Regions from separate parts of the Mus musculus genome. Here regions 2, 3 and 4 are each linked to region 1. The links are chromatin contacts, called in public ChIA-PET and promoter capture Hi-C maps. All regions are on one chromosome and are shown on one strand. The core of a region is the stretch at or near the end of the contact, and the rest is flanking DNA. Distances in the headings are between cores, read along the strand shown.

Evidence for each region. Promoter capture Hi-C pulls out the DNA fragments that hold promoters and counts their contacts. ChIA-PET counts read pairs in DNA pulled down with a chosen protein or histone mark.
Region 2: a contact with region 1 is called in an RNA polymerase II ChIA-PET map of memory CD8 T cells, with 6 read pairs. The contact joins the promoter of Ebp here to the promoter of 2010204K13Rik in region 1. A contact is called at or near these places in 1 of 39 promoter capture datasets (liver), 2 of 115 datasets of contacts at active chromatin or transcription factors (memory CD8 T cells and pancreatic cancer cells) and 1 of 9 other capture datasets (pancreatic islet).
Region 3: a promoter capture Hi-C map of pre-B cells shows a contact between it and region 1, with 7 times the contacts expected there. The contact joins the promoter of Rbm3os here to the promoter of 2010204K13Rik in region 1. A contact is called at or near these places in 5 of 39 promoter capture datasets (cranial neural crest, liver, pre-B cells and 1 more) and 2 of 115 datasets of contacts at active chromatin or transcription factors (embryonic stem cells and memory CD8 T cells).
Region 4: a contact with region 1 is called in a promoter capture Hi-C map of pre-B cells, with 7 times the contacts expected there. The contact joins the promoter of Was here to the promoter of 2010204K13Rik in region 1. A contact is called at or near these places in 4 of 39 promoter capture datasets (cranial neural crest, pre-B cells, second pharyngeal arch cranial neural crest and 1 more), 3 of 484 Hi-C or Micro-C datasets (cortical neurons, embryonic stem cells and nephron progenitors), 5 of 115 datasets of contacts at active chromatin or transcription factors (astrocytes, embryonic stem cells, memory CD8 T cells and 1 more) and 1 of 9 other capture datasets (liver).

The regions. Positions count from the first base shown.
Region 1 is chrX:7,420,508-7,425,889 of GRCm38.p6, reverse strand. It overlaps 2010204K13Rik (RIKEN cDNA 2010204K13 gene), which reads left to right and starts at 2,902. Exons shown (of 2, transcript NR_027924.1): 1 at 2,902-3,011.
Region 2 is chrX:8,190,689-8,196,070 of GRCm38.p6, reverse strand. Ebp (phenylalkylamine Ca2+ antagonist (emopamil) binding protein) reads left to right here and starts at 2,559. Exons shown (of 5, transcript NM_007898.3): 1 at 2,559-3,270. It overlaps Porcn (porcupine O-acyltransferase), which reads left to right. Exons shown (of 15, transcript NM_023638.4): 15 at 1,794-2,225. The coding sequence ends at 1,895.
Region 3 is chrX:8,143,167-8,148,548 of GRCm38.p6, reverse strand. Rbm3os (RNA binding motif protein 3, opposite strand) reads right to left here and starts at 3,122. Exons shown (of 3, transcript NR_033561.1): 1 at 2,818-3,122; 2 at 1,931-2,057; 3 at 585-993. Rbm3 (RNA binding motif (RNP1, RRM) protein 3) reads left to right here and starts at 2,669. Exons shown (of 7, transcript NM_001166410.2): 1 at 2,669-2,911; 2 at 3,477-3,594; 3 at 3,870-3,976; 4 at 4,602-4,701; 5 at 4,798-4,891; 6 at 5,220-5,298. The coding sequence starts at 3,492. The coding sequence ends at 5,277.
Region 4 is chrX:8,088,336-8,093,717 of GRCm38.p6, reverse strand. It overlaps Was (Wiskott-Aldrich syndrome), which reads left to right and starts at 3,227. Exons shown (of 12, transcript NM_009515.2): 1 at 3,227-3,427; 2 at 3,734-3,874; 3 at 4,376-4,462; 4 at 4,580-4,682; 5 at 4,803-4,844; 6 at 4,941-4,994. The coding sequence starts at 3,290.

The DNA.
Region 1 (5,382 bases), core at 1,653-4,152:
GTGATATTAAAATGACTTCCAAATCACTGGTCCTTGCAGTTAAGTCTTTTCTTAGATTATTTTTCCGTAGGAAGAGCAACTTAAGGAAACCAATGTTTTGTCATGGTGAGGACTGAGCTCAGCCTTTGTCTCCAGACTAGGTAAGCAAAGTGTGGGCTGCACCTGCATCCCGGAGCAAGTGCTTTGAAAGCACATACACGGCAGAGACTGAGAAAAACCTGCACAGATTAATTTGTGATTATTTATGTCACACCATATATATACTAGTGTCTTTGGGTCATTGTATTAATAAAATACTCCTTGTTTGCTCTTATCTTCTTCCAAGCTCCAGACACTGATTGCCACGTTCAATATCAACAAGAATCAGCCCTTTATCCCCTTAGCAATTCAGTATGGATTTTCTAAAACAGTGCTACTTCATGTTTTAGAAGCCCTATAATTGCCATGTAGTAATAGAGAGTCTACAATTATAAAGATGAATAAATCCAAAATATATGTTAATGGATGTAAATTTAGTTTAATGTTAGAGGTGGTAAATATAGTTTTAAATAAGTATTTGTCATACAAACATTTTTTCAATGTTTACTCTGTACAAAAAGGTATATATATATTATATGTATATATATATACATATATATATATATATGAATAGTTGCTGAAAACCATCTTTTGGGGCAGGTTTATTTCTTTTTAATTTCTTTTTATTTCATTTTATTATTCAAAGTATTTGGTTTGCTATGGTATTTTTGAGCATAATTTGTTTATGCTGGTCTTCCTTCTCTCCTCCCCGTCCCCTTGCCTCTCCTACCCTCTCAGCCTCCTTCCTGCTTCCATGCCATGTCATGTCTTCTATTTTTGTTCTCTCCCCTCATCAACACCTCCATCAACACCTTCTTTCTCCCCTTTTGTCTCCTTTCTAGTTTCATATCACACAACACACACACACACACACACACACACACACACACACACACACACACATCTGTACATGAGAGAGAACATCCAGTATTTCACTGCCCGCCTGCCTGCCTGCCTGTCTTCTTTTCTTTCTCTTCTTTTTTCTCCCCGAGACAGGGTTTCTCTGCTTGGCTGACTTCCTGGAACTTGCTCTGTAGACCAAGCTGGCTTTGAACTCAGAAATCCGCCTGCCTCTTCCTTTCTGAATCTGGATCACCTCACTTAACAAAACAATGTCCAGGTCCATCCTTTTCCCTTTCAATTTCTTTTTTAAAGTACATGAGTTATTTAACTTTTCTGAGTAGTAATCATAGAGTCAGACAATTACATTCACTGCTAACCATTTGTTGCTAATTAAAACAAACAAACAAACAAACAAACAAACAAAAAACAGTTTTCTAGGATTGGTTTTTAAAAAATTACTTGATATTTAGGCACCAAGAAGTAAAATCTGTATCTTTGATTTTCTTAGGTTAATTTTATGTGGGTGTTTTTAATGTTTTTTATAAATTAAGTTTGTTCTGTAATAATGTCATATATGTTTATATATATGGATTCTGACTGCTCTAATCCTTACTTTCTTGTCTCTCTCTCACCCCTGTCCTCCCTTTCCTACACTCATGGCTTCTTGTTTTGTGACATACTCAGTTTAAAAAGGGTTGCTTATGTGACTGTAACTGTGGAGTTATGCACTGGACCTGGCTGGCTTCCCTAGTGGGTACATATCTGAAGATAATGATATCCGGTCTTCCAGAGTCTACCAATAGCCAATAGTTCCCCAGGGTCCTGTAAGTACTGACAAGGTAGGTAAGGGGAGGTGCTGCTTCAAGTAGGGTAGCCTTGGGAGCCTTGTCCTCTTTGAGTCTCAATTTTGTCACCTTTAAAATGCTACCAATTACTACCCCACAGGGTTTCCACACGTTGGCACTGTGCGGTGGTGTAAAGAGGTGCCCTGTCCCCAAAGGCACTGTGAACATTGCCTGTATCCAAATCTGAACTTTCTCAAAACTATAGCTTAAGGACCTGAATATACCAGAGATGGGGACCAGTCCCACTTGCTGCCCATTAACAGGCTTGCCTTACACCTCACCACGCTTTCTTGCTGCTGCAGAGAGTCCGCTCTCTTCTTCCACATTTCATTGTCACCTCAGGCTGCAATATATCAGGTGACACACTTGCTGTTCTCAGGTGAGGACAGTCACGTCCTACTCCAGATCTGTAAATGAGGTCCACAGGCCAGTGTGGCCTCAGCTCACATCTGCTATCAAGATACTGTCCTAATTAGAAAAAGCAAGCTGTAGAACAGTGTGTACAATATATTTGTGTGCATTGTAAGATAAACATATGAAGTATGCTTATGTATTTGTAAACAAATTATGAAGGAATATGTGAGGAGTTACGCTTTTGACTAGTTCTAATGGGAAGAAAGGAGACTTTTTACTCATTATTATAATTTGAAAGTTGTTACCAGGAATACAGTTTCTTTCATAATAAAAAACCTTTAAGTAAAAACATAGATAACATATAGAAACATATAGTCATGTGTTGTATGATGATGTTTGATCAACAGACCACATATATGATGGTGATCCTGTAAGACTGTGATGAGGATGAAATAAATTCTTATTGCCAAAAGATGGCAGAGCAATTGCCAAATAAGTAACACTACAGTACTCATATGTGTGTGGTGACGCTGGTGTAAATGCAGATGCAGTACTAAAAATAGGTAACAGCCAAACTCCACAGGTATCTGCAGCTCTTGGTTTGCTCATCTGTGAAATCATAGCTAATCCATAGGGCCACAATCCATAGGACCACTGTGCTCATTGAATGACTCACGCTCAGGAAATGCTTCTGCTTAGCAAAATAATGGTATAGAAGAGGCAGAAGGCAGGCTGGTTTGATGTGATAATCTCTTTCGCCACCTTGTGGTTGGTGACGCACAAGTCAGCCGTGCCGCGACACGTGTTAATAAGCAGAGACTCGAGCTTCCTCCAAGTTTGGACCTTAGTGGGCCGGATGATTTGGAACTTGGAGAACTGAGAAATAAAAACGTAAGTAGGTAGCTTATGGCTCTTTCATTTTAGGTCCTTATTGTCTAGACGCTTTACTTACATTCCCTACGCGTGCGTGCGTGCGCGCGTGCACGAGCACACGGGGAAACTCCCCCCTCCCCCCTGCCCCCGGTACTTAAAGAAGGTAAAATGTGCGTGTGTGTGCGTGTGTGCGCGCGTGTGTGTGTGCGTGCGCGCGCGCGCGTGTAAGGTGTTCGTGCTGGTGACTACAGAGGTTACAAGAGGGGCATTGGATCGATCCCCCCCCCCCGAACGTGAGTTATGGACCACCACGTGGGTCTTAGGAATTGAACCCAGACCCTCTGTGAGAATTAAGTGCTCTCAACTATTTATGCATCTTCCCACCTCCAAGTGTTAGTTTCCACAAGTAGATGTTGTGGATGTTCTAGAGACATAGTTCGGAACTCAACCACAGCAGTGTCCATGCGGACAAGAAGAGGGAACATACATGTTTCTACTACTTAGTCTCTAAATCAGATTTCTAGCCAGCTACAAGTTTCTTTGAGCTCCCTAATAGGTCGAGGGGGAGGGGCGTGCACACACACATACCCATGCCATCTATCATCTATATCATCTGTCGTCTACCTTGTTACCTAAGGAAGGAAAACCAGTGTCCCTGCGCAGAAATGTATGTGAGCTAAACACTCAAACACATAAGATAAATAAATCTTAGTTGATTCTAATCCTTACTGTCCCTTGGTCATGGTCTATCACATCCATGGGGCATGGCTTCTGCCAGGCAGTTCTTGTTTTCCTCATGAGCCAAAGTTGTATGGAAGAGCATCCAATCAGTAGAACCTACTAGGGCATAGTCCTTCCCCTAGGCTAAGCTTGGGTTTCCATCCGAGGGAGGCAGGACTCTGAATGGAAGGATTTCTGAAAAAATTACAAGGACTGTTGAGAAATGCTTGGGTAAGGCAGGGAACCATGAGTACTTCAGATCTTGTCTTCCTTTCCCAGATCCAGCTCTCCCAACAACAGTAGGCTTGAGAGATGTATGGCCCAGGCACACCTGGGAATCTAGAGCTGCCTAATTTTTGGTTAGGTTACATTTAAGCTATTTTCTGGGTAGGTAATGTGTTAACAAATGGGAGGGTTGTTTTTGGACTAGGGTCTCCACTGGAGTATGGATCATGCTGTCTAATTTACCATTGTATTACGTAGCTCAGTGCCTCATGAACAAACTAAGTTGGTCATTGCCTTGAACGTGTATATTTTTATTGACATTTCAGGCCCCTAATCTCAAGAGAAGCCTAAGGAGTGTTGTTTTGGTGTCTTGTTAACTAAGGGAAATCTAGAGGCAGCCCCAGTCTTATAATCTACAGTTTCCCATAGGGCTTCTGACTCCCTCCCTTTCCAGAGAGAGGTCTTTCTCTCTTCCACAGTCAGTGTCTCCATTCTGATACTTCTATGCAGCCAGATGTTTTCTAGGGCCAGTTCTGCTCTCAGGACATGTTTTCAGGAGGAAGAGATGAATCATTCTAGCTTTGGTATTGCTGCATCTGAAATCCTGTTGGCATTGAACTTAATATCCAGGGGGGATGGTTGAGCTTGCCTGCAGCCTTGGCATTTGAGCAAGTACCTTATCTCTAGCTTTGTCTGTGACTGCTAAATGGCCACTAGAGGGAGCCAGTGGAGCTTTGGTGGAACATGGCACTTCCTGTTTGCACTCGGTTCCTGTTCTGGGGGGGAAGAAAAAAAATCACTGTTGCTTAGCAACAAGAAAGCCAATCATGCTTGCGTCTCATGCCTCTGTCACTAACCCCAAGTGAGACATAGAACATAAAGTCTCCTTCAGATATTATATACTGTAACGGTTTGGAACTTACTGGTCACTTGAAATGTGGCCTGTGATCTCATTATTTTAAATGGATGGAACTTGAGAATCTCATCCTGAGTGAGATAACCCAGAGCCAGAAGGACACGCATGGTATGTACTCACTTATAAGTGGACATTAAATGCAGGATAACCATGCTACAATCTACAGGCCCAAAGAAACTGGGTAATAAGGAGGTCCTGAGGGAGGATGTGCGAGTCTTACTCAGAAGGGGAAACTAAATAGGTGGATGGAGAGAGGGAACTGGGTAGGAGAGGAGGCGAGGAGGGGAACAGGGATGACGATCAGATGTGGGGAGAAGGGGGGTGAGAAAGGCCTGGGAGTAAGAATGGAAGCCTGAGGGGGGTGCATCTCTGGTGACTAGCTAGAGGCCTGGGATGGGAGAGGATACAGGGAGTCTATGGGGAGTATACCTTAGCTTAGATTCCTAGCAGAGGGCACTGAAATAGGGGACTCAAGACAGCCCACATATTCAGTGTATTTGCTAGACAGACTCATAGGACTCAGTGTAT
Region 2 (5,382 bases), core at 1,310-3,809, 770 kb before region 1:
ATTGAAAATAAAATTTCATGTTACTTTCCTAATTACAAATATTTTTTTAGAAGTTTTCCTTGGGCTGGAGAGATAGCTCAGTGGTTAAGAGCACAGACTGCTCTTCCAAAGGTCCTGAGTTCAAATCCCAGCAACCACATGGTGGCTCACAACCATCTGTAATGAGATCTGATGCCCTCTTCTGGTGTGTCTGAAGTCAGCTACAGTGTACTTACATATAATAAATAAATAAATCTTAAAAAAAAAGTTTTTCCTTCAGATTGAGTGTAGAGAATCTGAATTTGCAGCTAGGCACTCAGGAGGCAGAGGCAGGCCCTGTCTCTGAGCTCAAGGCCAGCCTGGTTCATGGAGTTCTATAGGCTGGCCTGAGTTCCAGGACAGCCAGGGTTACACAGAGAAACCCTGTCTCCTAAAAAAAGTAAGTAGGTAAAGCTCTGGGTGTTTTTTTTTGTTTTGTTTTGTTTTGTTTTGTTGTTATTATCATTTCAGTCCAGGCTGACTTGAAACTTGTTTGTCAAATCTCAGTCTCCCTAGTGTGAAGATTACTTGTGTCTCTGGGCAGTGGTGGCACACGCCTTTAATCCCAGGACACAGGAGGCAGAGGCAGGCGGATCTCTGAGTTCAAGGCCAGCCTGGTCTACAGATGAAGTTACTGGACAGCCAAGGCCACACCGAGAAACGCTGTCTTGAGAAAAAGAAAGATTACGAGAGTCAGCCGTCAAGCCCACTTTGGTTTCTTTTTAGAGAAAACGTTGCTCTTTGTTTCAGCCTCCCAAATCGACATTATAGGCGCACACCACCATGTCAGGCTTTACCACTTCTTAAAACATTTTAGTTCTGGCTGTGGTAGTACATGATTTTACTCCCAGCACTCAGGAGGCAGAGGCAGGTGGATTTCTGTGAGTTTGAGGCCAGCCTGGTCTACATAGTAAGCTTCAGGCCAACCAGGGCTACACACACACACACACACACACACACACACACACACACACACACACAAACCCTGCCTTGAAAAAAAAGACTTTAAGGCTGGGAGTATAGCTCAGTGGTAGAGCCTTTGTCTGCCTGCCATGCTTGGAATGTGATCTTTAGCACCCCTAAAACAAACCAAAAAAGTAAGTATTGTAGAGACTCACTGCAAAATGTGCACACATTCAATTTTATTCTATTAACCCACTTCCTCAAAGCATATCAAAAACATACACTCTATATTTTAATTTCTTTCCCCTTGAGACAGGGTTTCTCTGTGTAGCCCTGGCTGTCCTAGAACTCACTCTGTAGACCAAGCTGGCCTCGAACTCAGAAATCGGCCTGCCTCCCAAGTGCTAAGTGCTGGGACTAAAGGTGTGCATCACCACGTCTGGCTTCCCCCAATTTTTTAAGTACACAGTCTTCCTTTTTTTTTTTTTTCATTGCAAGAATTTGTCAGGGTTTACTTTGTCCTGTATTGGTAGACACTCAGATTTCTAGTGGTCTCATATACAAACGACCTCAGGGATCAGCATGACCCACCACATCCAACATATTTTTAAAATAACTCTTTTTGGTGTGCTGGAAATCAAAACCTGGGGCCTCCCCATGTAGACCCTCCCATCAAGCTGTATACTCAGCCCCTTAAAATGATCTTTAAAGAAGAAGAAACCAAACTGTATCTGGTCACCCTTGATAAGCACCTAGACCCTTCTTTTACTCAGGAATATGAAATACCAAAGATCCCTGGGCAAGAGATGGGTTTTCCGGAGACTCACTGTCCTTGTTGAATTTCAAAATCATGACTTGTTTCTCTCCCACAGGGCTACGGCATGGCATACACTGTCCACAAGTGGTCAGAGCTCAGCTGGGCCAGTCACTGGGTCACTTTTGGATGCTGGATCTTCTACCGTCTCATAGGCTGAGGCATATGACCATCATAATCCCCTTCAATACCCCTCCTTAGGGTGCCAACTCTGATGGGGGATGAGAAAAGACCCTTTCTCTACTCCTTTTCCCTTATCCATTCTTGACCCCCAACACCCCTCCACACAACATAGGAACACACACAACTTTCTATGCCTGTCAATCCTCACCCCGCCACCAGGCAGGAAGGGGGTGGTCCTTATTGGGCCAAGGAACGATGGATACTTGGGAAAGCAGACAGGAGCAGATCCAGGGCCTCTGCGCCTGCCGTCTCCCTTTTTTATATGCAGTTTGTTATTGTCGAATAAAAGTAGAACTTACACAACAGGCTCGGTTTTTTGGTTTTTTGTTTTTTTTTTTTTTTTTCACTGATCAGAGGGGAAAAAGGGAAAGCAAAGAAATTCCACCACACATAAAGGTTTGGAAACTGAAAATCGTGGAGAGGGAAAATAAAATTGTGATCTATTCGCGATGAATTCAACATGGTCTGTGATTGGCTAATGAGTCTATGATGGCGGGGTCCTGGTCCTGCTTGCGTAGAGCAGGGACAGATTTTGTGGGGGAGGCTTAGTAATACTTCATGGAAAACTGGGGGATCCCTGTACTGATTGGTTCGTCAGATTCGAACGGGGCGGGGTAGGGCAAGACAGAAGAAGGGTTGATGCCTACTGGTCCGTAGGTAATAATTAAAATGACAGTTTGAGATGATCAATATTCTGACTAAATGCTGACGAGGTCTGTTTGCCAACTTGTTTACCGTCATGCCTTCTGTTTGGCTTTTAAGAACTGGCACTGTTGAGAGTCTACACCAACTGCTCAGCAGGAGTGAGGGTTTGAAGGTGACCGATGCTGTTAGGACTGGAGAGTTCTGAGCTCTGGTGGGCGCTAGGTTTGTTTGTACTGAATGTAATCCACCTGTCGTATTCTCTGCATTTGGGCTAAGAATGGGTCCGGGAACTGATTGGTTGCCTAGAAAACTTAGAAGACCACGCAACTCCGGTCACTAGCAAATGTTGAGGGTTTCAAATTTCAGCCTCATCTTGTGCGATTGATAAGAGGGCAGGGAAATTGAAGCTCAGAATAGCATAGATTTGCTATCGGGAGAAAGCGCCCACAGACCTTGGAGGTCTCCACCCTACTCCTGACTTGGTCTCAGCCAACAGGGAAGATGACACCATAGGCGAGGACAGGGCCTGCGACATTCGGAGGACTCCTATTGGCAGAAGCCACCTTCTCCACTTCACTATTGGTCCGCTCCATCGGGCGGGGAAGCGCTAGAGCTGAGCGGAACTGGGGCTATTAGGGAGCCTGCAGGTCTTCCTGGAAAGTCGCAAGCCTGTGTTAGGAAGTCGCCCTGCGATCGCGCCGCCTGGGGTGAGTGCCAGCCAGCTTGTCCGAGCCCCTCCACGTGCCCAGACCCTCCACGACAGCGGTTTGCCTGCGAGTCCTGCCCTACCCTGCGCTTGCGCGGGACCCGGGCCCTAAATCGGTTGTCCAGACGACGGAAGACTCGCCCTCTCGTTGGGCAGCTACAGTGGAGGGTTCTGGTTGTGATTGGTGGTCTCTGGGCTTTGTTTTCCTTTCTCTTGGTTAGCGCCGCCCGTGAGACCCCTGCTTTTGCTACTTCTAGCTTGTTGCAGGGTGGCACACTAATTGCCTGGACTCTTGCTTTTGAAACGTGGTGCTTGGGGCCGCAGCTCTGATTCCTCATCTCTGCAGCCCCCTGCGGGTGGGAGTAGCGTCCAGTTAAATCTCAGCCACTGGACCCTGCAGTGCACCCCGACTACATTCCTGTGTCTTTCCAACAAACTGAGCCCCAAAGTGCTAGGACCTGGCTTGTTGACAGTGACTCGCCCACCAGACTGTGATCATACTCTGTGACTAGCAACCAGAAGTACAACTCGATGATGCTGGCAGTACAATCTGATGATTCCTCTTTAGAGCCTCAGGAGCCTCTGCCTAGGTGTACCAGCGGCCTTGAAACCCGCTGTGTCAGAAAAAAACGATAGGGGGTATCACAATGAAGCAAAGTTAGAGAGTTTCTGCTGCACTTGACAAAGGAAAGGAATGCACCTAGGCACCCAGCAGAAGCTCTTTATCTGACTTGGAGGTCTTGGAAGCTACTTAATGTCTAAGTTTGTTTGAATGTAGTATCTTGCTATTTAGTTCTGGCTACCCTGAACTTTCTGCCTCCCAAGTGCTGGGATTAAAGACCTGCGCCACCATGCCCAGCTTCCCCGAACTTTCTAGGTAGACCAGGCTAGCTATGGCAATGCTTCAGCTTCGCCCCGCAGAATGTTGGGATTTCAGGTATGTGCTACCATGCAGTGTTATATAACTGAGTGGAAATATTAAGGAAAGTGTGAGCCGGGAGGTGGTGGCGCACGCCTTTAATCCCAGCACTTGGGAGGCAGAGGCAGGTGGATTTCTGAGTTCGAGGCCAGCCTGGTCTACAAAGTGAGCTCCAGGACAGTCAGAGCTATAAAGAGAAACCCTGTCTTGAAAAAACCAAAAACAAAAGAAAAGAAAAAAAAAAAGGAAAGTGTGTGGTTGGGGACTTTTTTTTTTTTTAATGCACTGTGCTTAAGCAGTAGATTTCAGTACTTACTTGCCGGTGAAGATGGTAGAGAAAACTTGTTGATCAAAGAAATCTTTATGCATGTTTGGCAAGGACTTTGGATTTGAGTCCATTACCCAGTTTTGACAGGTTTGTGCTGTTTGTTTCGCAGAAGGGTTTATAGTTCTTTTACAGGTGACCTTGTCAAATACGTCAACATCTCTGCCATTCCTACCGAGAGAGTGAGGAGGACCTTTTTCCTTCTCATGGCTACTCGATTTTCTACCTAGCTCTCCTGTCACAAGCCAGGCCCGCTTCTTGTTGCTATACTTGCCAGGGGCCTCAGCCAAGCCTTTATTCTTTATAAGGTTTCAGATCTGAGCTATGGTCCCTTTTTAAGATTTATTTTATTTTATATGTGTATTTGAGTATTATGACTATTATGAGTATTATTTTATATGAGTATTATGACTGCATGTATGTATGTGCCCACAGAAGCCAGAAGGTGTTGGATCCCCTGGAACTGGAGTTAGAAATGGTTGTGAGCCACCATGTGGGTGCTTGGAATTGAACTCAGGTCCTTTGCAAGAGAAAGTGCTCTAAATCACGGATACATCCCCAGTTATATTCTTTTTTTAAAAAATGGTATTTATTTAATGTATATGAGTACACTGTAGCTATCATCAGACACCCCAGAAGAGGGCATAAGATCTCATTACAGATGGTTGTGAGCCACCATGTGGTTGCTGGGAGTTGAACTCAGTACCTCTGGAAGAGCAGTCAGTGCTCTTAACCTCTGAGCCATGTTTTCAGCCCCCCACTTCCCCCCCCCCCAGTTATATTCTTGAAATGCCTCAAAATTAGATCCCTTTCTCCCCCCCCCCCCCCACCTTTCCTTTCCCCACTTCTCCTTCTGAGACAGGGTATTA
Region 3 (5,382 bases), core at 1,873-4,372, 720 kb before region 1:
CTGTTAGGGCACAAAAAAGGCCTTGGTAAACTCAGGAGTATCAATATTAAAGGCTGTGGGTGTAGCTAAGCATTTGTCTAGCTGGGTATGGTAGCACATATCTTTAATCTTAACACTTGGTAAAGGCAGGCAGATCTCTGTAAGTTAGAGGCCAGCCTAGTCTATATAGCAAATTCCTAGCCAGCCAGGCTATATAGTAAGACACTTATCTACAAAAACAGACAAACAAACAAAACCAAAATTAGTCGATAGTTATCTTTAGTCTCACCTCTCCAGAAGCTGAAGCAGGATGACTTGAGCCCAGGAGTTTGAGCCCTCTTAGGGGACTTAGCAATATCCCATTTTCAAATAAATAGATAAAGTTAGTCACAGTGATGCACATCTGTAGTGCTAGGTAGGAGGATTGAGAGTGTGAAGCTATCCTGGGCTATGCGGTGAGGTCCAGGCCAACCTAGAATACATACAGACCCTGTCTACATAGAGACCCTGTCTCCCTCCCTTCCCTACACTTGCTCTGTGTGTGTGTGTGTGTGTGTGTGTGTGTGTGTGTGTGTGTGTGATGTAAATAAAGATATTTCATGCTCTTTGCTGGGAAGATGTATTAGGTATCTATTGATATCAAATTAGCACAAAGCTTAATGAGTATATCAGGCATGCTGCTGCATGCATTAAGTTCGAGCCTGTGTGAGGCTCAAGGGGCAAGGGAACTAAGCACCAATTCACAAATTGAGTTACACAGTCTCAAGACAAAACAAACATCTGTGGTTTTAGACGGTCGGGGTTCTGGGATTGGCCTAGCTAGGTGACTCTGATTCATAGCATTCATATACCATCCATCCAGGTGTCAGCCTACACAGTAGTGTAGGTGTGGATCCACTTCTAGGAAGGCCTGTTCCTGTACCTCTTGGCAGTATATCACAGTTCCGTGTCACTTTAGTCCCCTCTTTAGGACTGCTCTTGATAAACCAGCAAACATGTCACAGAAAGCTCAGCCTGCATGAGAGAACAGAAAACCAAAGTGCCTTTCAGCGACCCAGTCACGACACACTCTGACTTGTGCTTCAATTATTTTGCACATTATAATTGCTCCCCTAAGTCCAGTCCATACTCAAGGGGCAAGAGAACTAGGCTCCAATTCTTTTGTCTGGCGTTTTTCTTGGGAGTTTGGCAGATGGGTGTAACTAATTAGGTAGCCCAGGCTGGCCTTAAATGCAAGAACCTACTGCTCCAGGCTCCCCAAGTGCTAGGATTTCTGGTCTAAGTTATCATACCCAACTAAAGTGCCAGATCTTAATGGGAACAGTATCAGTGTGCACATACCTTAAACCCTCACGTAATATGACGTTATTCTCAACTCTACATTAAATGCAATTTCAAAAATCATCCAATTTTTGTTTGCTTATTTGAATACGGGGTCTCACCATAGGCTAGCTAAAGTTAGCCTGGAACTTGTTAAAGCTCCAATTCACAACCCTGCCTCAGTTTTCTGATAGATGGTGATGAGGCATCTGGTTCAATGGCACAGTAAAAGCAGACACAGCTCTCTCTCTTTGTTGGGATATAAGCCAAGGGACTTGCACATACTAGGAAGGCACTCTGCCACTGAGCTGAACCCTATAGAAGGACTGAGGACCTTAAACTAAAAGCAAAAGTATACAGCTAACGTAATAAGCTGCAGAAGAGTATCTTTGGGACCTGGGCAGGGAGGATTTCTTTAAAAGTACAGACACGCTGGTTGTGGTGATGATCCCAGCACTGAAGAGGCTGAGGCAAAAGTTTTATGAGTTCCAGGGTGACCTGAGCATACAGTGAGGGACAGACCACAGGGTGAGAAATATTAGAACAACAAAAAGTATTCAACTAAAGATAACTACTTACAAATTTAATAAAAATCCATGAAAATCACTGAGAAATGTGGGAATAAGCTTACCAGGAATTACAGATGAATGGCATCCAAAGGGTAGCAAATCGATTTGTGGTGGGGTTGGTGGAGGAGTGGGAGGCAGGCCTTTACAATGTTGAACAAATTTATTCTAGGAGTCAACAATGTAGAGTTCCTGGAGGCAAACAAGTTATTAGGCACTGAAGGCTGGGAAAGATCACATCGTCAGGCAGTGGACTTAGACACTACTTGCTATGGATTTCATTATGTACTGCAAAAGTTCATCCTTTCGATCAAGACCCAGTATCCCGAATAGAGAGTAAAATTCGTTTAGTGGATTGAGATTTGCATCCTTTGAAGCTAGGCTACCTGGCTTGCTGAACGCATTATCAGGCGTAAAGAGACTGTCAGATAAGGATGCAAACTTAAGTCAGAGGATGACACCAAGGGAAGGAGTCCGCTAACACACAGCTATATGTTAGGAGGAGGGGCTAAGCATTCGGAAATGTAAGGTTTGACAGGAAGAACTCTGAAGGCCTCGGGGCCTTAAGGGATATGCAGTTAAAGGTCTAAAAAGAAAAGATTGGTTTCTGAGGACGGCAGTTCGCTGGCACCGACCTACTGTCAGTTAGGACTTCCTATGGAAAGGGAGAGATGACGTCAAAAACACTGAAAATGACGTCAGGGAGGAAAAGGCTCTATGGATCCAACCGTTTGAGATGGAAAGGGGGCCAGTCTCTCGGGCAGAAAGGAGATGCTTATAGGAGAACGCACTGAACTCATAAAGCTCCTCTCGATTCCCGGAAGCGGCGAGGCAAATTGCTGCCTCCGCCTTCCTCGTCCTCTTCCCAACCCCCCCCCCCCGCTGGCCTCAACCAATGAGCACGCACGCCAGGGCGCGCTGGGGGACGTTGTGTGACGTCTCGGCTACGCACGCTTTATCAGGCGTCTTCCCGCGCCGCAGTCTCTCTGTTCTCCCGGTTCCTTCGAGCTCGTCGTCTCTGCCGTCCTCTGACTTTTAATTTCCAGGTAAGCGCCTTCGCCTTGCTCAGCGCTCGTTCCCCACCTCACTTCCTTGCCCTCTATGGGCGAGGGACGAGGGCAGGAAGAGTTGTGGCCGCTGATATGTGGGCTTGAGCTTTGAGGAGGGTTAGTCCCAGGCTCGAAGGCAAAAATGTATTCATTGTGAGGCGGGCGTGCTGCATCGGAACGGGAGAAATGCCGGAAGGCACGGGCTCGGGCGGCGGCGGGGACCACGCGCCAACCTGTACCGGCTGTCCCTTCCCACGTGACCGCCGCCATCTTGTTCTGCGGGGAAAGAGGAAATGCAATGCTGCTGTAGGCCTGCGCGACCGTACAAAATGACGGGCGTGGCAGCCTGGGATGTTGTGGGCATGCGCGATAGGAGTCATCAAATGGCGGATGGGCTCACCCAGCCTTGCTGGTTCCCGCCTTTTCTGCTCCCGAGCCTCTTGCCATTTGAATTGTCTCTTTTAACCCATTTTCTGTCTTCGCTGTAATTCTCTGTATCCGGATATTGTACACCTCACTACCTGCCACATTGACTCCCCAATAATTCGTGCACTCCCTTTAGGACTTGCCTTCTGCCATGTCGTCTGAAGAAGGGAAACTCTTCGTAGGAGGGCTCAACTTCAACACCGATGAACAGGCACTTGAAGACCACTTCAGCAGCTTTGGGCCTATCTCTGAGGGTGAGCCATGGACCAGCCCCGGGGTTGAGGGTTGGTGGAGAAGAGCTAGTCTAGAACTAAAACCTGAAATTCTCTTTAACTTCCATGTCTGTACGGTAACGGTTAGGCTGAAATAAATTCAGTTGGATACAGGATTTTTTTTTTTTTAAACAGGAGCGGGGGGGTTGGCGGGGTCCTAATTCTCCCAAGTGCTATTTGATCTGTGGCTGTGCCTGGCTATTACTTTCTACTTAGATGTTAGGGTTCTAACATTTGTCTTTCTGCCCCTCCCCCAGTGGTTGTTGTCAAGGACCGGGAGACTCAAAGATCCCGGGGTTTTGGCTTCATCACCTTCACAAACCCAGAGCATGCCTCAGATGCGATGAGAGCTATGAATGGAGAGGTGAGGCCTCCTGCCTGCACAGGGGCCGTCTCCCTGTCTGCCACTTTCTTCGTTCTTTCTGTTTTCCCTCTATGTCTGCCAGGGGCAGCGTGGCCACTCACAGGAGCATGACTGCCTTCTGTTCTAGGGGGTGGAGGGCAGCGGCAGACAGAGCCGGGCTGCCTGGGAGGCGACGACTGGTCCTGCATGAGGCGGAGAAGCCACCTGTGGATGGTTGACCTGCTCTGGGCTTAGGTAGTAGAGTCTGCAGAGCTGTGGGCCTGGCAGAGGACCGGAGAGGACCTCGTGAGTCTGCTGGGATGGACTCTGAAGCCTCAGACCGAGAGAGGTGTCTAGCCCTAATAGTCGGGCAGCTTAGAGGAGTGGGGAGGATACGTCAGCCTGAGTTCAGTCAAGATGTAAGTAGTAGCAGGGGAGACCGGTGGATTCAGGTCTTTTTGTGGGATTCCATAGCTCCTGGTGAAGCCATTCTGGTCAGCGGAGCTTGGCTTGGACGAGGCACCCAGAATTTGGTGCCCAGCAGGAATTTCTGGGCTCTTGCCTACACCTACCTGCCTGTGCCCATTCTTCCCTCATCCCTACTGTGACTGACAATTCCTTGTGTCTGTCTCCTTCCCATACCTAGTCCCTGGATGGGCGCCAAATCCGAGTTGATCATGCAGGAAAGTCTGCCAGGGGATCCAGAGGGGGTGCCTTTGGTGGGCGTGGTCGCAGTTACTCTAGAGGTAAGTGCAGTCATGGTTTGATTATGAGATTAAGTAGCGCTATTTAATGTTAAGAGCCTATGTCTGAACAGCTACTATTTGAATATTTTTCTGTAGGTGGTGGAGACCAGGGATATGGAAGTGGAAGATATGACAGTCGTCCTGGAGGATATGGATATGGGTATGGGCGGTCTAGAGACTACAGTGGCAGGTGGGTATTGAGAGGTTGGGATAGTCAGGTACCAGTGTTTTTAAATCTAGTTTATGCTGAAAATGGGAATTTTACATAGTGCTCATATTTTATGTATCCTGTTTATTATACATTTTTTAAGAGTATTATGTGGCTTGGATATATCAAAGGTCAATTGCCCGTGCCCACCATGTACCAATCTCAAGAATACAGTCTCCATCACCTGAAAACTGACTAACATTTCTATTGTGAATCTGCTATTATGAAACATGACATGTATAGTTTTTAGTGTTTAATGTCTACAATGTAGAATACATTCTTGTAAAACAATATCGCTTTTTCCCAGAAGCCAGGGTGGCTATGACCGCTACTCAGGAGGAAATTACAGAGACAATTATGACAACTGAGATGGGGCATGCACACAAAATGTAGGTGAGACCTGAAGATTGGCATTGCGTCAACCTGTTATCATCAGACCCTCTTCTCCCTTTTGCTTTTCTTCTCGCCACACT
Region 4 (5,382 bases), core at 1,978-4,477, 670 kb before region 1:
GGCAGGCCCGGTGCTATTTCGAAGAGCAGCCTCTGAGCAACATCTCAATCCCCAGAGCTGTCAGCGCTCTTAACCACTGAGTCATCTCCCCAGCCCCTTTAGAAGGTTCCTGAATAACAAACAACAGGAACAAACCTGGGACAAGTTTCTTTGAGGACACACATCATCAGAGTAAAGATTATTAATCCTGCCATTTATTCCTTCAACATATTTTCTTTTTGAGACAGGTCTCATGTAACCCAGGCCAGCCTCTAATTCACTAGGTAGTTTTGGCTAACCTCCTACCTCTCTTTTCCAAATTTTTGGATTGTATGTGTGTGCCACAATACCCAACAAACATACTTCTTGAGTGTTTAGTTTGGGCTAGTTCCTAAAAAAATTTTTTTGAGGGGGGTGTTTCAAGACAGGGTTTCTCTGTGTAGCCCTGGCTGTCCTGGAACTCACTTTGTAGACCAGGTGTTGGCCTTGAACTCAGAAATCTGCCTGCCTCTGCCTCCCAAGTGCTGGGATTAAAGACGTGCGCCACTACTGCTCAGCCCTAGAAATTCTTAGTAAACATCATTCAGTGTGTACCATTAAGATGAGAGAACCCTTGTCAGTAGAGCGGTGGCTTGGCACAGGAGGCCCTGAGTTTGATTCTCAGCATCCCCTAAATCATGGTGGCACATGCTTGTAATCTCAGTATTTGGGGAGTTGGGGCTTCACGATCACAAGTTCAAGACCAGCCTTAACTACATGGAAAGTCAGAAGTCAGTCTGAAAAGCATTTATTGTAGAACCAGTTTAATTGAGATGTTTACCTTGAAATGTACACATTTATATACACACAATAAAGGAAATTAAACCACAGCCTCTACCACACTGGGCCACTCACAGCCTGGAATGTCTTTTTCTCTTTTTCTCTTCTTTCTTTCCTTCCTTCCTTCCTTTTTTTTTTTTTTTTTTTTTTTTTTTTTTTTTTTTTTTTTTGAGCAAGGGTCTCATTATGCGGCTCTGGCTCTTCTAGAATTCACTATGTAGACCAGGCTGGCCTCAAATTCAAAGTGATCTTCTTGCCTCTGCATCCAGAATTCTGGAGTCAAAAGTGTGTGCCACCATACCCAGCATCCTACAATGGTTTTTTAAAGCCAAATATGTACTTGGAAAAGCCAGGGATGATGGCATCTGTAACCCCAGCATATGGGAGGAGGTAAAGATGGCTCAGAAGTTAAGAGCACTAACTGCTCTTCTAGAGGTCCTGAGTTCAATCCCCAGGATGGTCAGAAGTTTAATATCATCCACAGTTACACAAGTTCAAGGTCATCCTGGACTAAGTGAAACTCTATAGGTCCCACACCCTCCCCCGTAAATGAAAGAAAATAAGAATCAGGTTGTAAGGTGCTTCAGATCTGGAGATGTCAGTAGCTCTGTATGCTGTGGGCCCCATAAACTATTTGGAGACTGGGTGAGAGGCTGGAAGAAGTTGAAGGAATGATCTCAAAAGGTATTTGGAGCCTGAGTTTGGATCGAAGACCTTGTGCCTGCAGGCATAGACAGTCAAGTTCCAGGCAGCCCCGAGGACATCCAATTCAAAGGTTTGTACCCACATCTGAAAGCTGCTTAGGCATGTCAAACTGCTGTCCCTACCCCTGGTACCCTCCTTCCCAACTGGCCAGCCTCCTCCCTTAGGCAATGGGATCAGAAGGCATGAGGGTACAGCTCAGAGTTAGAGCACGTACTTACCATGGTCAAGGCCCGGGAGCCAATCCTTATCACCAAAAGTGGAGACAACTAAGCCTTCAAAGGTTCCCTACTTTCATAAAGTCCCAACATAATAAAAAAATCAATCAAGATGTTGTTTTAGTATTTATTTATTTATACTGTCAAGTCCTTCCTTCCCGAATGAGATTGAAAAGAAAGTAATTAGGGCCAGGCATGGTGATACAGGCCTTTAATCCCAGCACTCAGAAGGCAGAGGCAGATGGATCTCTGTGAGTTCAAGGCCAGCCTGGTCTATAGAGTGAGTTTTAGGACAGCCAGGGCTCTACACAGGGAAAACGTGTCTCAAAACAAACAAACAAACAAACAAACAAACAAAAGCAAAGCAAAGCAAAGCAAAACAAAACAAAAACCAAATAAAACAAAAACAAAAAACAAAAAAGGGGTGGGGGTCTGAGTTTAGGCTAGAGAGATTGTTGAGTGGTTAAGAGCACTGACTGCTCTTCCAGAGGACATAGGTTCAAATCCCAGAACACACATGGCAGCTCAGGACTGTCTGTAACTCTGACACCCTCACACAGACATACATGTAGGCAAAACACCAAGGCGCATAAAATAAAAATAAATTTTACAAAAGAAAGTAATTGGGGTCTGGAGAGATGGCTCAGTGATTAAGAGCACTGACTGTTCTTCCAGAGGTCCTGAGTTCAAATCCCAGAAACCACATGGTGGCTCACAGCATCTGTAATGAAGATCCAATGCCCTCTCCTGGTGTGTCTGAAGACAGCGACAGTGTACCCGCATACATGAAATAAATAAATGAAAAAGAAAGTAATTAGGGAGCTACAGGGGGCAAGAGTAAAAGATGGGGAAGTGAGTCATGGCCTTCTATATCATTGGCAACGTCCAAAGCTAGAGATTAGTTCATATGCCTTTTTTTTTTTTTTTTTTTTTTTTTTTTTGGTTTTTCGAGACAGGGTTTCTCTGTATAGCCCTGGCTGTCCTGGAACTCACTTTGTAGACCAGGCTGGCCTCGAACTCAGAAATCTGCCTGTCTCTGCCTCCTGAGTGCTGGGGTCAAAGGTGTGCGCCACCACGCCCGGCTCAATATGCCTTTAAAAGGAAAAGCTGTAATGCAATGGCCCTTTAGCACCTGGAGCCTTAGATTCAACCCCAGGCCAAGTCGGTGCTTTTGGAAGACGGAAGGAGGCTACACAGACTTGTGACTACTCTCTGCGTAGCTACCCTGAAGGAGAAGCTCTGCAGATGGCGTAGCTCTCCCTCAGTGTCCGACTAGAGCAAGGCTGATCTAAGCCTGTCAGAAGGAAATGGCCCCGCACAAAAAGGGAGAGGACGTTGGGAAGAAAGAAGAAAGGAAGATGCCCTGAGCTCATTACAAACTTGGATCTAGCCACGCAAATGGAGGAGGGCCCATGCCTGTCCTAGAGAGGAGAACAGGCCCTCTGGGGGGCCCTGGAGGACTTATTTCCCTTGTGGTTTATTGTACTTCCTGTTCCCCTGCTCACTGCGGAAGTTCCTCTTCTTACCCTGCACCCAGAGCTTAGCTGGAGAGGACTAAGGCAGAAGGCAGCATGAATAGTGGCCCTGGCCCTGTAGGAGGCAGGCCTGGGGGCCGAGGGGGACCAGCCGTTCAGCAGAACATTCCTTCCAACCTCCTCCAGGACCATGAAAACCAGAGACTCTTTGAGCTTCTTGGCCGAAAATGCTGGGTGAGTTGGGAGATCTCCTGGTCCTCCCAGTCTCCCTCCCTCTCCTCTTCTTCCTCTCTACTTCTTCTTCCCCGTTCTGCTTCCTCCTCTTACCCATATTTCCCTTCTCCTTGTTCCCATCATCCCTGTATCCCCCTTCTCCCCATCTCCTCTCCTCAGATTCACTCACTCCCCATTATCTTGATGTCTACTCCCCTTCCTCCTGGCTACAGCTCTTTCCCCAAGCTCATGAAAGCCACAGGCAGGCAAGGACCAGGCCTGGTGACCCATGAGCACACTGCACTGACCCCTGCTCTCCCCTCCTAGACACTGGCTACCACAGTTGTTCAGCTCTACCTGGCACTGCCCCCTGGAGCTGAGCACTGGACCATGGAACACTGCGGGGCTGTGTGCTTCGTGAAGGATAACCCTCAGAAGTCCTACTTCATCCGCCTTTATGGCCTACAGGTGACCCCATGCCCCACTGGACAGGAAAGCTAGTTCCCAACTTACAAAACCAGTTTTTGTCCACAGCTCCAAGCCTTCACTCATATCAGTGACCCCCTGAGCTCCAGAACCAAAGACCAATACAGATCCCAAGTTGTGTTTTTCTCATTCTGAGTCTAAGAAGACGGACCTCAGAAGGTTTATATCAAGACTTAGATCTGCTCCACAAATACCTGAGCCTCAGCCTCAAATATGTTCTAAATCATGTTGAATACTCTTAGAACTGGAATCTTAAATTCACAACGTGGAGCCTTCAACTCCTACATATAGGCTTTGGCTCCCAAACCCATATCTCTCATATCGGTGTCTGACTCTCAGACACCTAGAACCCAAACTCTGATAGTGAGCTGAAGCTGAAGAGCTTTAAATAAAACCCCGGGACACCAAACCTGGACACCATGCTCCAGTGGTCTGCCACCCAAGATGCCTGGATTTCAGCATGCACCTCCCCCCACTTTCCAGGCTGGTCGGCTACTCTGGGAACAGGAGCTGTACTCTCAGCTGGTTTATCTCACTCCCACCCCGTTCTTCCACACTTTTGCTGGAGATGTAAGTGAGCAGCTTGTGCATCCTTGCGCTGCAGTTGGGGGGGATGGGGAGGAGATGAGAAAGTCCCGGGGATGTGGGGGGCGTACTAGAAGTTTGCTGACCCCAAGGCATGTATAGGACTGTCAAGTAGGACTGAACTTTGCGGATGAGAGTGAAGCCCAGGCCTTCCGGGCCTTGGTGCAGGAGAAGATACAAAAAAGGAATCAGAGGCAAAGCGGAGGTAAGGAGGCCTTGGTGGGAATTGGGGGGAGGTAGGTTAGACAGAGGTGAGTGCACGGGTGTGAGGCTGGAAAAGCCCCTCTCATGGTTTTGGCTCTCAGTCCACCCTATTTAACCACAGAAAGACGCCAGCTACCACCACCACCAGCACCAATCAATGAGGGTGAGTCCTCTCGTTCAAATAAAGGTTATGAAGAACTAACCCAGAGATGTGGGGGAGCAAGATTAGGGCAGATCTGAACTCATTCCATTTTTCCAGAGAGAAGAGGAGGGCTCCCACCTGTGCCCCCACACCCGGGTGGAGATCATGGGGGTAAGTGGCAATTCTCACATCACTGGAGAGATGGTGGGGGTTAGTAGATGAATGAGTACTTGAGTCTGTCTGTAAATTCATAAAGAGGTGGATGGTGGGTGGACAGATGAGCACGGTGATAGATTGGTGGCAGACATGGCTAAATTGGGAGATGGACTGATGATGGCTTATAGATAAATAGGTACATGAGTATTTGGGTAAATGGATGAAAACTTACTTGCATTTAAGTAATGAATAGGTGGTTCAGAGAATTCATGAATGGGCATGTAAACAGATGAACAGTGGACAAAGAGGGCCGCTGAGATGGAACAGCGCTTGCCACCAAGCCTAGACACCATCGTTCTAGCCCCAGAATCCACATAAAGATAGGAAAGAAACAATTCCACAA